3 separate regions of the Mus musculus genome follow, and all the other regions are linked to region 1. The links are chromatin contacts, called in public HiChIP or PLAC-seq and promoter capture Hi-C maps. All regions are on one chromosome and are shown on one strand. Each heading gives the region's core, a stretch centred on a gene start, on an enhancer-like site or on the middle of the called end of the contact. The rest is flanking DNA. Distances are from core to core; before and after follow the strand shown. Region 1 overlaps Jade1 (jade family PHD finger 1). Region 2 overlaps Sclt1 (sodium channel and clathrin linker 1). Region 3 overlaps 2400006E01Rik (RIKEN cDNA 2400006E01 gene).

Region 1 (4,160 bases), core at 580-3,079:
CCTATGCACCATGCTTAATCTGTACCTTTATAAATAACCTCAATTACAAGAAGCCTGTGAAAGCAATCAGCTCTGGTGGCAGAACACACGCAGACACACCTGGCCACTCTCATGAAGACACACTGTTTCTCCACACAGCAGGAAGCCGAGCGGGAAGTAGAGCGGGAGCAGGTGACTGAGGTGCAGTCTGCGTCTGCCTTAAACTACACTTAACCCAGGCCTTCGAACCTTAAAGAGAAATGAGCTGCAGCAGAGTACTTATACGGGACTTTGAAAAGATGCCAAACGGCCTTCCTCTGGGTGTTCCTATTCGGGTTGACTCAGCAAACAGATGTTACAGAAACAAACTAGTCTTCCCAGCTGCAGACATTTCTGAGAGGAGTTCTCTTTAATAAAAATCAATCTATTTATTTTGTTAAGATATGAAACGTCATCTGCCTTCCTTGGCCCCTTCTTCAAATTAATGCTCTGGGGACAGAGATCAGTGGCAACATAAATGTCCTTAAGAGTGTCTCTCCTTGAAAAATAGACAGGGCTCGAGTTTGCCTCCCACGAAACATCAGCTAAGGAGCAGGGTTGATGTGCTCAGAGCAGCTAACCCAGGCACAGGAACTGCCATCCTCCCACACACGCCAGACACGCAAGTCCTTTTTGACCTCTCCTCGATTCCTTCTGCCCAAATTCATTTTAGTTTTCAACAGATTCTACTAACAACAACAACAACAAAAATCATATCTTTAAGATCCCCAAAGCCAAATCTCAGCTGCCCAGTGCCTGCCCTGGTATTTTTTACTAATGCCTGAACAGCAGTAGAAACCATAACAGTGAAAAGTCAAACCACTCAAGGCTTGTTAAGAAAGTGAAAAGAGCCCACCTTTAATCCCAGCACTGGTGAGGCAGAGGCGAGCCGACCTCTTGAGTTCAAGGCCAGCCTGGTCTACAAAATGAGTTTAAAGACAGCCAGAGTTACAGAGAAACCCTGTCGTGAAAAACCAAAATAAAGAGGAAAAAAAGGGGGAGGGGGGAGGGGAGGGGAGGGGATATAATACCAGTCAGTGGTTTGGGCACCTTACTCAAAGAATCATTGCTCAACCAAAATATAGCATATTCCACCAAATGAAGAAACTGTTTTAAAGCCAGGGCCACACTTGTCAAGTCATGCCTGTACCTGTTGTATTCTCTATATTGAAAGAAGCTGCCCAAACAGTGTTTCTGTCCACCAGATTTCAACAACAAACAAACAAACAAAAGCAAACAGACAAACCAAAAACTGAAGAATCTGAGGCCTACTTGGGTCCCTGCTGGAGTCCAAATTAACCTTCAACACAGTGTTCTAGGCCTCAAATCATAACCGACTAGATATCAATGAATGAATGAACCCCAGAAATCAATTACTCAAGAGTTTCAGACAACACACAGATACCATTTTCCCATTAACTCTGCATACCTCGTGACTTTCTGTACTTACCTGTACCTGGCCATGTAAATGCAATCAATCAGCCTTTTACATGCTGGCTGGTTCACTAGGGCAGCAGTGTGTGTGTGCTCCAGACTCCCTCCCGGTGTAAAAGCAGAGGCCTGCCCAACACCTACCTCAGCTACAGGCATCCCCAGCAGGGAGCCCTGAGGACTTCTGGTCTGTGAGACTGGTCTGTGGTAATGAGACTACAGTGGAAGGCTAGACAACTCAAGTGCCACAGTCAAGAGTATCTAAGCCTCGGTTCTTACCAGGAATGTCTGCTTATGAAAAGAAGAGGACTCTACTAGGCTTAGGCCAGACAAACTGGAACTGCCTCCAAACCCAGGCAGATTTCCAGATAACCTTCCTCCTCCTAACCCTCCAATGAATGCTGTGTAGAGCCTCCTCCCCCACCCTGCTCCCTAGCACACAGAGGAGGAAAACAAAGCTACGCTTACTGAGCCATTGTTACCTGTATGGAGGCCCCGAATTTCTCATTGCAGAGGCTGCACACAAGCGCCCACCGGCTGCTGGGAATGTGAGACACTTTTGTGATGGGCTCCATCTTCTCAGGGCTGCCAATGCTTACCTAAAGATCCAAAATAGCCAGATGGGCATGACACGGATAATCAGAGTCGTAACACAGACCTGAGGGCTAGCCCCAGGGCCCAGCTCTGGACTAGCAGCAGCAGAGCCCAGAGATCAGCCCCCATTGATACCAGCTTGCCAGTCTTTATAGACCTCTCTACAAGTTTTCACTTCTTTCAAGTATCTGATAGCAAAAACATCTATCTTATCGTAACAAGGCTAGGGGCTGGAGAGATGGCTCAGAGGTTAAGAGCACTGGCTGTTCTTCCAGAGGTCCTGAGTTCAATTCCCAGTAACCACATGATGGCTCACAACCATCTGTAATGGGATCTGATGCCCTCTACTGGTGTGTCTCAAGACAGCTACAGTACATCATATATATCAAATAAATAAAATCTTTTTTAAAAAAAGACTTTAGATTGACAAGAATTTTTAAGGACTAAAAACCCATTGTAAACATATTTAAATAATAGAATGAGCAAAGAGATAAACTATATTTAATAGTATTACATCAGAACACATAACTATATTAAAAGTAAAAATCTAGCAAGATAAATATGGAATAATGAACTGCAAACTGGTTAATATTAAACCAAAAGATCCAGTGAAACTCCCATGTAAATCATACCCAGGCAATTTTCCTCTGGAGGGAAAAAAAATGCAGCAAATCACACACCAAAAATACTGGAATTTAAATGACAAATGATATTCTCATCACAAGCCATGCAAATTAAATTAGTTAAGGTCTGGGACTGGAAATAAATTAGAGCAGACCTGAAATTAACAAGGTGGAAGCCGAGGAAGAATTTAAATAAAGCTCACAGAAGTGTGACCTAGGGCACTGTGGTACTGCACTCGGAGTTTGGCAAACACAAACTGGCAGGGACAGTAGCATGGCTACCCTCAGGACAGAGCCGTGAAGGTGCCAGGCCTGGCCTGTGAGTGCTGTCATCTACGTGAGGGTTTCCAGAAATGGAAAAGTGGGGCTATTTGTGGACACCAGGCCACTGCTGCCTCCAGGAAGCCCCTCCACAGACCCGCTCTGCTCAGGATCAGCTTGGGGACAGAGGGGACCCAGCAGCTCTACTGCTGCCTGTGAGTCACTCACTCCCACCTACCCAACCCCAGCAGGAAACCAGGACTGTCTCAATTAAGATGCTATCAGAAAGCAGGCTTACCTCAGGGATCCACAGGGCACAGCTGACGTGGACCCACTTGGTTCCGCTGCGGGTCGGCTTCATAGCTCCGCCTTTCTTGGGACACAGCAAACATTTTGGCTGAACTCCCAGGGCACATGTACGACATAGCCAACTGCCCTCTGGCACCTTGAGGATCCCATAGCAAGCCTGTAAGGCCACAACTTTGTTATTTATGTGTATGGGTGTCTTGCCTCTATATATCACTGTGCCACACACTGTGTAATGCCCACAGAGGCCAAAAGAGGGTGCTGGATCCCCTAGAACTGGAGTAATGGCCTGCTGTAAGCAGCCAATGTGGGATCTAGGAATCAAGCCTTTGTTCTCTTGAAGGGCGGTCAGCAAGTCTTACGAGGCATCGCCCAGCCCCTATTTGTGAACTGAAAAACAATCTAGAAGGATTTTCACAGAGCCACACCAAAGTAGACATGCCCATATCCACCTAACTGTGATCCTGACCCTCGAGGAAATATGCCAGCCCACCTCCAAGCACCCATGTGCCTGAGCTCCAAAGACACGCCACATGTGTCTTCAGCACAGGAAGTCCCAAGAACTTGACAAGAGGGATCCTAAAATAACGAGTGTTGCTGTGGTGCGGAAGAGACCCAGCCATAAGACAGTTCCAACCACTGAGCAGCCAATGCTCCAACCTGGCTGCAGGCTTCAAGAGGGTACAACAGACCTCTCTCTGCTTTCATGATGGGCGTGACACGGAACGAAGGCAAAACAAAGCACCAAAGCCAAGGTGATAGTGGCTGGGCAACCATTCGCTGCTCAAGCTGGACACACTCCTCCTACTGGAGTCCAACAGAGTTCATGCGAACAGACAGCCGCAGAAGAGCGAGACATTTCAAAATGAGAGTTTGGTTTCTTTCGCTGATGTTTAAAAACAAAGCCTGTTTTGCACAAGTTGGCAA
Region 2 (4,160 bases), core at 1,108-3,607, 94 kb before region 1:
TATGTGGAGATCCGTGATCCACTTGGACGTGAACTTTGTACAAGGAGATAAGAATGGATCAATTTGCATTCTTCTACATGCAGACCACCAGTTGAGCCTGCACCATTTGTTGAAAATGCTGTCTTTTTTCCACTGGATGGTTTTAGCTCCCTTGTCAAAGATCAAGTGATCATAGGTATGTGGGTTCACTTCTGGGTCTTCAATTCTATTCCATTGATCGACTTGCCTGTCTCTATACCAATACCATGCAGGTTTTATCACAATTGCTCTATAGTACAGCTTGAGGTCAGGGATGGTGATTCCCCAAGCTCTTTAATTGTTGAGAATAGTTTTCACTTGTCCTGGGTTTTTTGTTATTCCAAATGACTGGGCAAATTGCTCTTTCTAACTCTATGAAGAAATGAGGTGGAATTTTGATGAGGATTACATTGCATCTGTAGATTGCTTTTGGTAAGATGGCCTTTTTTACTATATTAATCCTACCAATCCATGAGCATGGGAGATCTTTCTATCTTCTGAAGTCTTCTTTGATTTCCTTATGAATTTGAAGTTCTCATCCAACAGATCTTTCACTTATTTGGTTAGAGTCATACCAAGATATTTTATATTATTTGTGCGTATTGGAAAGGTTGATGTTTTCCTAATTTCTTTCTCAGCCTTTTTATCCTTTGAGTAGAGGAAGACTACTGATTTGTTTGAGTTAATTTTATATCCAGCCACTTTGCTTAGGTTGTTTATAAGCTGTAGGAGCTCTCTAGAATTTTGGGGGTTGCTTATGTATACTATCATATCATCTGCAAATAGTGAAATCTTGACTTCCTCCCTCCCAATTTGTATCCCTTTTATCTCCTTTTGTTGTCTAATTGCTCTGGCTAGAACTTGGAGTATCGTGTTGAATAGGTAAGGAGAGAGTGGGCAGCCTTGTCTTGTCTGATTTTAGAGGGATTGCTTTGAGTTTCTCTCTATTTAGTTTGATGATGGCTATTGATTTGCTATATATTGCTTTTATTATATTTAGGTATGAACCTTGAATTCCTGATCTTTCTAATACTTTTAACATGAAGGGGTGTTGTATTTTGGCAAAGGTGTTTTCAGCATCTTACGAGATGATCATGTGGTTTTTGTCTTTGAGTTTGTTTATATAGTGGTTTACGTTGATGAATTTCTGTACATTGACTCATCCCTGCATTCCTGGGATGAAGCTTACCTGATCATGGTAGATGATCATTTTGATGTGCTCTTGGATTCAGTTTGAGAATTTTATTGAGCATTTTTGCATCGATATTTATAAGGGAGATTGGTCTGCAGTTCTTTTTCTTTATTGGGTCTTTTTGTGGTTTAGGTATCACTGTAACTGTAGCTTCATAGAATTGGGTAGTGTTCCTTATATTTCTAGTTTATGGATTAGTTTGAGAAGTACTTGTTTAGATCTTCTTTGAGGATCTGATAGAATTCTGCACTAAAACTATCTGGCCCTGGGCTCTTTTTGATTGGGAGACTTCTGACTGTTTCTATTTCCTTGGGGGTTATGAGACTGTTTAGATGGTTTATTTGATCCTGATTTGACTTTGGTACCTGGTATCTGTCTAGAAAATCATCCATTTCATTCCAGGTTTTCCAGTTGTTTTTTTTTTTTTTTTTTTTTTTTTTTTTGAGTATAGGCTTTTATAGTAGGATCTGATTATTTTTTGGATTTCCTCAATTTCTGTTGTTATATGTCCCTTTTCATTTCTGATTTTGTTCATTTGGATACTGTCTCTGTGCCCTCTGATTAGTCTGGCTAAGGGTTTGTCTATCTTACTGATTTTCTCAAAGAACCAGCTCCTGGTTTTGTTGATTCTTTGTATAGTTCTCTTGGTTTCTCCTTGGTTGATTTCAGTCCTGAGTTTCATTATTTCCTGCTGTCTACTCCTCTTGGGTGCATTTCCTTCTTTTGTTCTACAGCTTTCAGATGAGCTATTAAGTTTCTAGTTATGATCTCTTCAGTTTCTTTATGGAGGCACTCAGGGCTATGAGTTTTTCTCTTAGCACTGCTTTCATTGTGTCTGGTAAGATTAAGTATGTTGTGCCTTCATTTTCATTGAATTCCAAAAATGTAGCCGTCTGCAGCCACACTAACTGGGTTCCTGAGTGGGAGGCTGGAGCTGTATGGAAGGAAACAGTGACAAAAATAATGGAGACCAAGACAATTTTTTCTGATCAAGGCCCCAAAGTTTACTAAGAGTGTGTTTATAAAGGGGGAGGCCCATCCCCCACCAATCCATTCTTGGTGCCTGTCGTCAGCCTGTAGGTGATCTGCCAGGTGCTGTCTCTGGAATATCTCTAGGGCCTCTCAGCAGGTAGCAGTGTCTTGGAGAAGAGCAGCAGCAAGTGACAAAACAATAGAGCCATCTAAGTCAGAAGGCTCCACCCCAGGTGGTCTCATACTCAGTGGCAGCAAGGTCAAAGCCAGACTACTCAAGGCTGGGGGAAGCTACACAAAAAGTTTTTTATTTCTTTATTTATTTCTTCCCTGACCAAGTTATCATTGAGTAGAGTGTTTTTCAGCTTCCATGTGTATGTGGGCTTTCTGTTGTTTTTGTTGCTATTGAAGACCAGCCTTAGTCCGTGGTAATCTAATAGAATGCATGAGATTATTTTGGTCTTCTTGTATCTTATGACATTTGTTTTGTGTCCGGGTATATGGTTGATTTTTGAGAAGGTACCATGAGGTGCTGAGAAGAAGGTATATTCTTTTGTTTTAGGGTGAAATGTTCTGTAGATATTTGTTAAATCCATATGGTTCATAACTTCTTTTAGTTTCACTGTGTCTGTTTAGTTTGTGTTTACTTGATCTGTTCATTAGTGAGAGTGGGGTGTTGAAATATCCTACTATTATTGTGTGACGTTCAATGGGTGCTTTGAGCTTCAGTATTGTTTCTTTCACAAATGTGGATGCCCTAGCATTTGGGGCATAGATGTTCAGAATTGAGAATTCATCTTGGTGGATTTTTTTCTTTGATAAGTTTGTAGTGTTCTTTATCTTTTTTGATAATTTTTGGTTGAAAGTTGATTTTATTCAATATTAGAATGGCTACTCTAGCTTGTTTCTTGGGACCATTTGCTTGGAAAATTTTTTCCCAGTCTTTTATTGTGAGGTAATAATTGTCTTTGCCACTGAGGTGTGTTTCCTGTATGCAACCAAATTTTGGATCCTGGTTAGGTATCCAGTCTGTTAACCTATGCCTTTTTATTGATGAATTGAGTCCATCGAAGTTGAGAGATATTAGAGACCAATGATTGTTGGTTCCTGTTATTTTTGTTATTTTGTTGTTAGAAGTGAAATTATGTTTTTGTGCTTCTCTTCGTTTGGGTTGGTTGTGAAAAAATTAATTTCTTGCTTTTCCTTGGGTGTAGTTTCTTTCCTTGTGTTGGACCTTTCTTTCTGTTATCCCAGGGCTGGATTAGTAGAAAGATATTGTTTACACTTGGTTTTGTCTTAGAATACCTTGGATCCTCCATCTCTGGTAATTTCAAGTTTTGCTGGGGGTAAATATTTCTTACTCAACATTTTATAAGATAAGCCAAAATAGAAAAGATTGACAAATAAGAGCCAAAGATGATTGGACAAAGCCTGGGAGAAAACATTTCAAAGGTCACAACATCCTGAAAAATGAAAACTAAGCAATATGACAGGGCAGTTACAGACTTGAGTGGTTTGGGGGTTTGGTTTGGTTTGTTTTGGGCTTTTTCTTTTTTTTTTCAAAATTTGGCATACTTACATACACACAAATTGTTGGCTTAGAAATGGAACCAAGTCTAAAAGCAAAATTTATTTTATATGTCTTACACTCAGAGCCAGAAAGTAATTTAATATAATATTTTTAGTTTGCAAACATTTTTATTACAAGCTAGCACATGAGGTCAGGTGTAAATTTTCCCACATGTTGCATTGTCTTGGTGCTGATACTGTTTCAGAATTCTTAGTGTTCCAGATTTTTCATATTTCTTGATTTGGTATTCTTAGGATATATTAATTTATACTCAAAAATTGATGCCAGACTTGTAAAATTGCTGTGAAGACACCCACCTGTAATACTAGCTCTTAGGTAAAGACAGGAAAATCGTGAGTTTGAGGCTAGACCATGTAATACCCTATCTCAAAAAGTCTGTGTGTGTGT
Region 3 (4,160 bases), core at 548-3,047, 86 kb after region 1:
TTCTTTGTATATTCTAGATAGTCATCTCTTAATATAGCCTTCACTCTCTGTTCTTTTCCCCCAATTCTAATTCTTAGATAATCAAATGCCTTGGTGTTTATATTTTGAAATCTTTTAGAATGTTTTTAAAAATTAGTTACTTCTCCCCCCTTTTAGTAAAAGTAGATTCATTTCTATACAATATAATCTAAATACAGTTTCCCTCCCTCTACTCCCCTTAGCTTCTCCCCCCGCCCCCACTTCTCTCCCATCTGGATCTTCCCCCTTTCTGTCTCTCATTAGCAAGGATCCAGCTTCTGGGAGATAACAGCAAAACACAACAAAATAAACTATAATAAGAAAAGACAAAGACCACCATATCAGTGTTGGACTAGCCAAGCTAACAGAAAAATAAAAAATCCCCAAGAACAGGAACAATAATTGACCCAGTCATTCACACATTCAGGAGTCCCATAAAAGTGCTAACCTGAAAACTATAATATATGCACAGAGCACCAGGTGCAGACACGGGTAGGCCATGTGATTCTGCTTCAGTTTCTATGAGTTCATATGACTTTTGCTCAGTTGTTAAACATAGTTAATTAATTATTCTTATATTCTACTGTTATAATGGTGGCATCATGTTCATATAAAATGTATGTACATATTTTTAAGAGATATTGTGATACAGGATGCAATATTACGTCAAAATTAAAAGAAAAAAAAAAGGAAAAATTTAGTGGGTGAGGAAAAAAGGCGTTTGGAATAGAATTTTGTGAACTTAAAAATTCGTGTGATAACTGCATGGAAGTCCACTGGTCACTTTTCCCTACTTTTGAACACATTTGAAACTAATCTTCCTCCCTTCCTCCTTACCTCCCTCCTTCCCCCTCCCTCCTTTCCTTCCTTCCTTCCCTTCCTTCCTTCCTTCCTTCCTTCCTTCCTTCCTTCCTTCCTTCCTTCCTTCCTTCCTTCCTTCTCTGGACAGAGTCTCCTGTATCCCAGGCTAGCCTAGAACTTTCTGTGTATTTGAGGATGACCTTTGAACTTGTGACCCTCCCCCTCCCCCACCTCCTGAGTCCTGGCATTTCAGGCATGAGCCACCATACCTGTTTTGTCAGGTAATGTGATAGGTAAGCACTCTACCAACTGAACTGAACTACATTCCCAGCCCCATATTTGAAAACTTTTAATATTTAAAATCACATTCTTTCTTTATGCCACAAAGATATATATATACATACATATATATATTCTTTTTTTTTCTGTTTTTTGGTTTTTGGTTTTTCGAGACAGGGTTTCTCTGAATAGCCCTGGCTGTCCTGGAACTCACTTTGTAGACCAGGCTGGCCTTGAATTCAGAAATCCTGCTTTTGCCTCCCGAATGCTGGGATTAAAGGCATGTGCCACCACGCCCGGCTCCTATATTTTCTTTTATAAATTTTATAATTGTACTTTTCCCATTCAGATGTGTAGGTTTAGACAGAGGCCTAAATGTATTATTTCCCCAATACCATTTGCTACATTTTCTTTTCTTTACTGTTTTGTGGAGCCACAAACTTAACAAACAGGGACCTCCTGAAATGGGTGTCGTGCTAGGTCTCAGCTGCTATGAAGACTAACGAGCTGTAAGAGAAGGTTATTTCTTAAGATTGCAAGGTAAAAATCCAGGGCAGAAGCAGGCTGAGTCTCGGTCCTCACAAAGGATCATTTTTCTCACTGTGAGAACTTGAGACCAAGGCGGAAGGGCTTTCTCCTGCTTTCCTGTTCAACAGCTGTGATCTGACTCATGAAGGTTCCTCCCCTAATTGCCAAACACCCCAGAAGTCCTTGCACCTCAGTATCACCACCTTCGGGGCTAAATATTAACACAGGAATTCGGACTGCTTTAGGCTGTTTCATTTTTTGATTTGTTCCTGTGTGGACAAACCCAGCCTTTACTCCTAAATATTTTTCCCCCTATTTAAAGGTTTACTTTTATTTTTTTCAACTGTGTGCATATGTGAATGTCTGTGTGTCGCTCTATGCATGAGCGAGTGCCGACGCCTGTGGAGCCAGAAGGAGATGTTGGATGACCTAGAACTGTGGCTGCAGGTGGTTAGGAACGGCCTGATGTGAGTTTTTGGAATCACACTCAAATCCTCTGCAAGAGCAGCAAATGCTCTTAACCAATAAAGCCATCTGTCCGGCCCATATTATTAAGTTTTCACATACTTATTAATATCCCTTTGCTCTTATTTTTAAAAGTCAAATTAGCTATTCATACATCTTCTTCGTATACATGTTAGACATATTTATCAAGTTCTTAATGAAATCCAGCTGCCTATATGATTAGACTTATACTGAACACATAGATACAATTAGAAAGAACGGACAGATGTATAACCACTTTGTGGTTCTTTTCCTAACATACTGACTTAATAAAGGAATAAACCTGTGGTTCCTCTCTCAGAATCTGGCCAACCCGTGTTATTTATCTGACTGTTAACGAGCTAGAATGTAATTGAATTGCAAAAGTGGATAGAACTGGTTTCCAAATACTAAGTGGGTGGCAAGAAAATCAGAAGTTAGAGTCATAAAAAGGCATTTATTAAACTCATAATTATTCACGTTGCTATGTTAGATCCTGTATCAAAGGGGGCGGGGAGTGGCTCAGTGTGTGTATCCCATCATTGAGAAGCTTACACTGAAATAGTGCTGAGCGGATGAGCATGTATAAGATTTACCACTAATTAGGGAATGGAATGTGTTGCTAGCTTACAGAAGTGCAAAGTAAATGCCTATTAGGGTGAGAGCCATGAGGGCTAGAAAGGGGAGCTAGCTAAGGCAGAGGAGGTCTTCAAAGCGCTCATAATTTATTTGTACTTGAAAAAATATCAGCTCAAGAGTATACAAAATCAATTGTCGTTTGTATAAGTAGGGATGCAGGGGACCCCGAGAGTATACTTTTTCCTGTGTGTATGTAACCTATGGCCGGAAGGAAGATCACAGGAAACTCAGCAACATTGCTTTGTTTGCAGGATCAAGAAGTAATTGTTTAGGAACAGAAAGGAGAAAAAGACTAATTATTATGTAGGCTTACATTTTTAAAAACCAGAATCATGTAAATTGCCCAAGTTTTTTTTTTTTTAATGAAGCTTTCAAATTTGATGGGTATATAAAAGGAAAAAAAGAAAGCTGAATATAGTGGTCCACACCTGTAATCCTCTGGAGGCTGAGGTAGGAGGGCCATGACGTTAGGGTGAATTTTGGACCAATCTGGTTACATGGCTAAACTTTAATTCTCTATTCCTCAAGTGCCTCGTCTCCCCCAAATAAAACAGGAAAAAAGGAAAAAATTCATGAAATGAAACAGAAAAAAATTCTGGATACTCATGATATAGAATTAGAAAAATAGGCATGTCTGCACTGTAAGTTAATAGTAGTGGCCTGCTGTGGTACAAACCCCCAAGTCACTCATAATATCAGGGCAAAGCCTCCATCACTGAAGAGGGGCCTCAGACACCCTTACGTCCTGGAGGACTCAAGACCATTTATTTAATCATGAGGTGGGATCTCCGCTGACTCCTTCACAGCCCATGCCACAAAGCATGCCGGGAAAGCATGCACGAGCAGTTTTTTCCTCTGCTCAGAAATGGATACAGGAAGTCTAATGATGGAGGATGGGATTGTGACATGTGACATATAAGAACTGATAATCACTCACCTGTCCCAGCAGATTCATCGCCAGTCATTAAAAGGCTTTGGACAATTTATTGTTCCTAGCAGCGGAGAGCTGTCTTCTCTACAGGCTCAGCAGGGCTTATCGTGACGGGGACTCCAGGGTCTTCTCCTGGGCTCCTGCAGGAAACCTCAACGCTGTGCTAGTAATCCTCTGAGAGACGGGCGATTCCTTACTTGGTTTATGCCTCTGGTAGACATGCTTGCCACCACCCCAGGTGAATCTGCCCATCTTGACAGTTCCCGTGCTCTACGTGCGTCCCAGGACAATCGGGTAGCCGCTCTCCATTTCTGCCCTGAAATTCTACTCAGTTAAGTTTTGCATATTGGATAGCTAAACTCACTCATTTAATTCCAGTACATATGTTCTGATTTCTTGGGATTTTTAGAGGTTGACAGATTCTCTCTTTCTAAAAGCCAGGTATGAGAGCTTATACTTGTACTGGCAGCACTTGGGAGGC

The links. HiChIP or PLAC-seq counts read pairs in DNA pulled down with a chosen protein or histone mark. Capture Hi-C pulls out chosen DNA fragments and counts their contacts.
Region 2: an H3K27ac HiChIP or PLAC-seq map of embryonic stem cells shows a contact between it and region 1, with 15 read pairs. The contact joins two enhancer-like sites. A contact is called at or near these places in 1 of 115 datasets of contacts at active chromatin or transcription factors (embryonic stem cells) and 3 of 9 other capture datasets (adipose tissue, liver and pancreatic islet).
Region 3: a contact with region 1 is called in a promoter capture Hi-C map of pancreatic islet. The contact joins two enhancer-like sites. A contact is called at or near these places in 4 of 484 Hi-C or Micro-C datasets (embryonic stem cells, liver and nephron progenitors), 2 of 115 datasets of contacts at active chromatin or transcription factors (both in embryonic stem cells) and 4 of 9 other capture datasets (adipose tissue, embryonic stem cells, liver and 1 more).

Annotation. Positions count from the first base shown.
Region 1 is chr3:41,599,255-41,603,414 of GRCm38.p6, reverse strand. Jade1 (jade family PHD finger 1) reads right to left here. Exons shown (of 11, transcript NM_001130184.1): 7 at 3,226-3,393; 8 at 1,932-2,048. Among named protein-coding and RNA genes, the nearest start is that of Jade1, 46 kb to the right of the region's middle. Within about 2 kb of position 1,829, at least 39 of the 459 cell types and tissues checked have an H3K27ac peak or open chromatin away from gene starts, as enhancers often do. A contact at or near this core is called in embryonic stem cells, liver and pancreatic islet, where this site is marked.
Region 2 is chr3:41,694,043-41,698,202 of GRCm38.p6, reverse strand. All of the region lies in intron 9 of Sclt1 (sodium channel and clathrin linker 1), which reads left to right. Among named protein-coding and RNA genes, the nearest start is that of Sclt1, 46 kb to the left of the region's middle. Within about 2 kb of position 2,357, at least 6 of the 459 cell types and tissues checked have an H3K27ac peak or open chromatin away from gene starts, as enhancers often do. A contact at or near this core is called in embryonic stem cells, where this site is marked.
Region 3 is chr3:41,512,733-41,516,892 of GRCm38.p6, reverse strand. All of the region lies in intron 4 of 2400006E01Rik (RIKEN cDNA 2400006E01 gene), which reads left to right. Among named protein-coding and RNA genes, the nearest start is that of 2400006E01Rik, 14 kb to the left of the region's middle. Within about 2 kb of position 1,797, at least 31 of the 459 cell types and tissues checked have an H3K27ac peak or open chromatin away from gene starts, as enhancers often do. A contact at or near this core is called in liver and pancreatic islet, where this site is marked.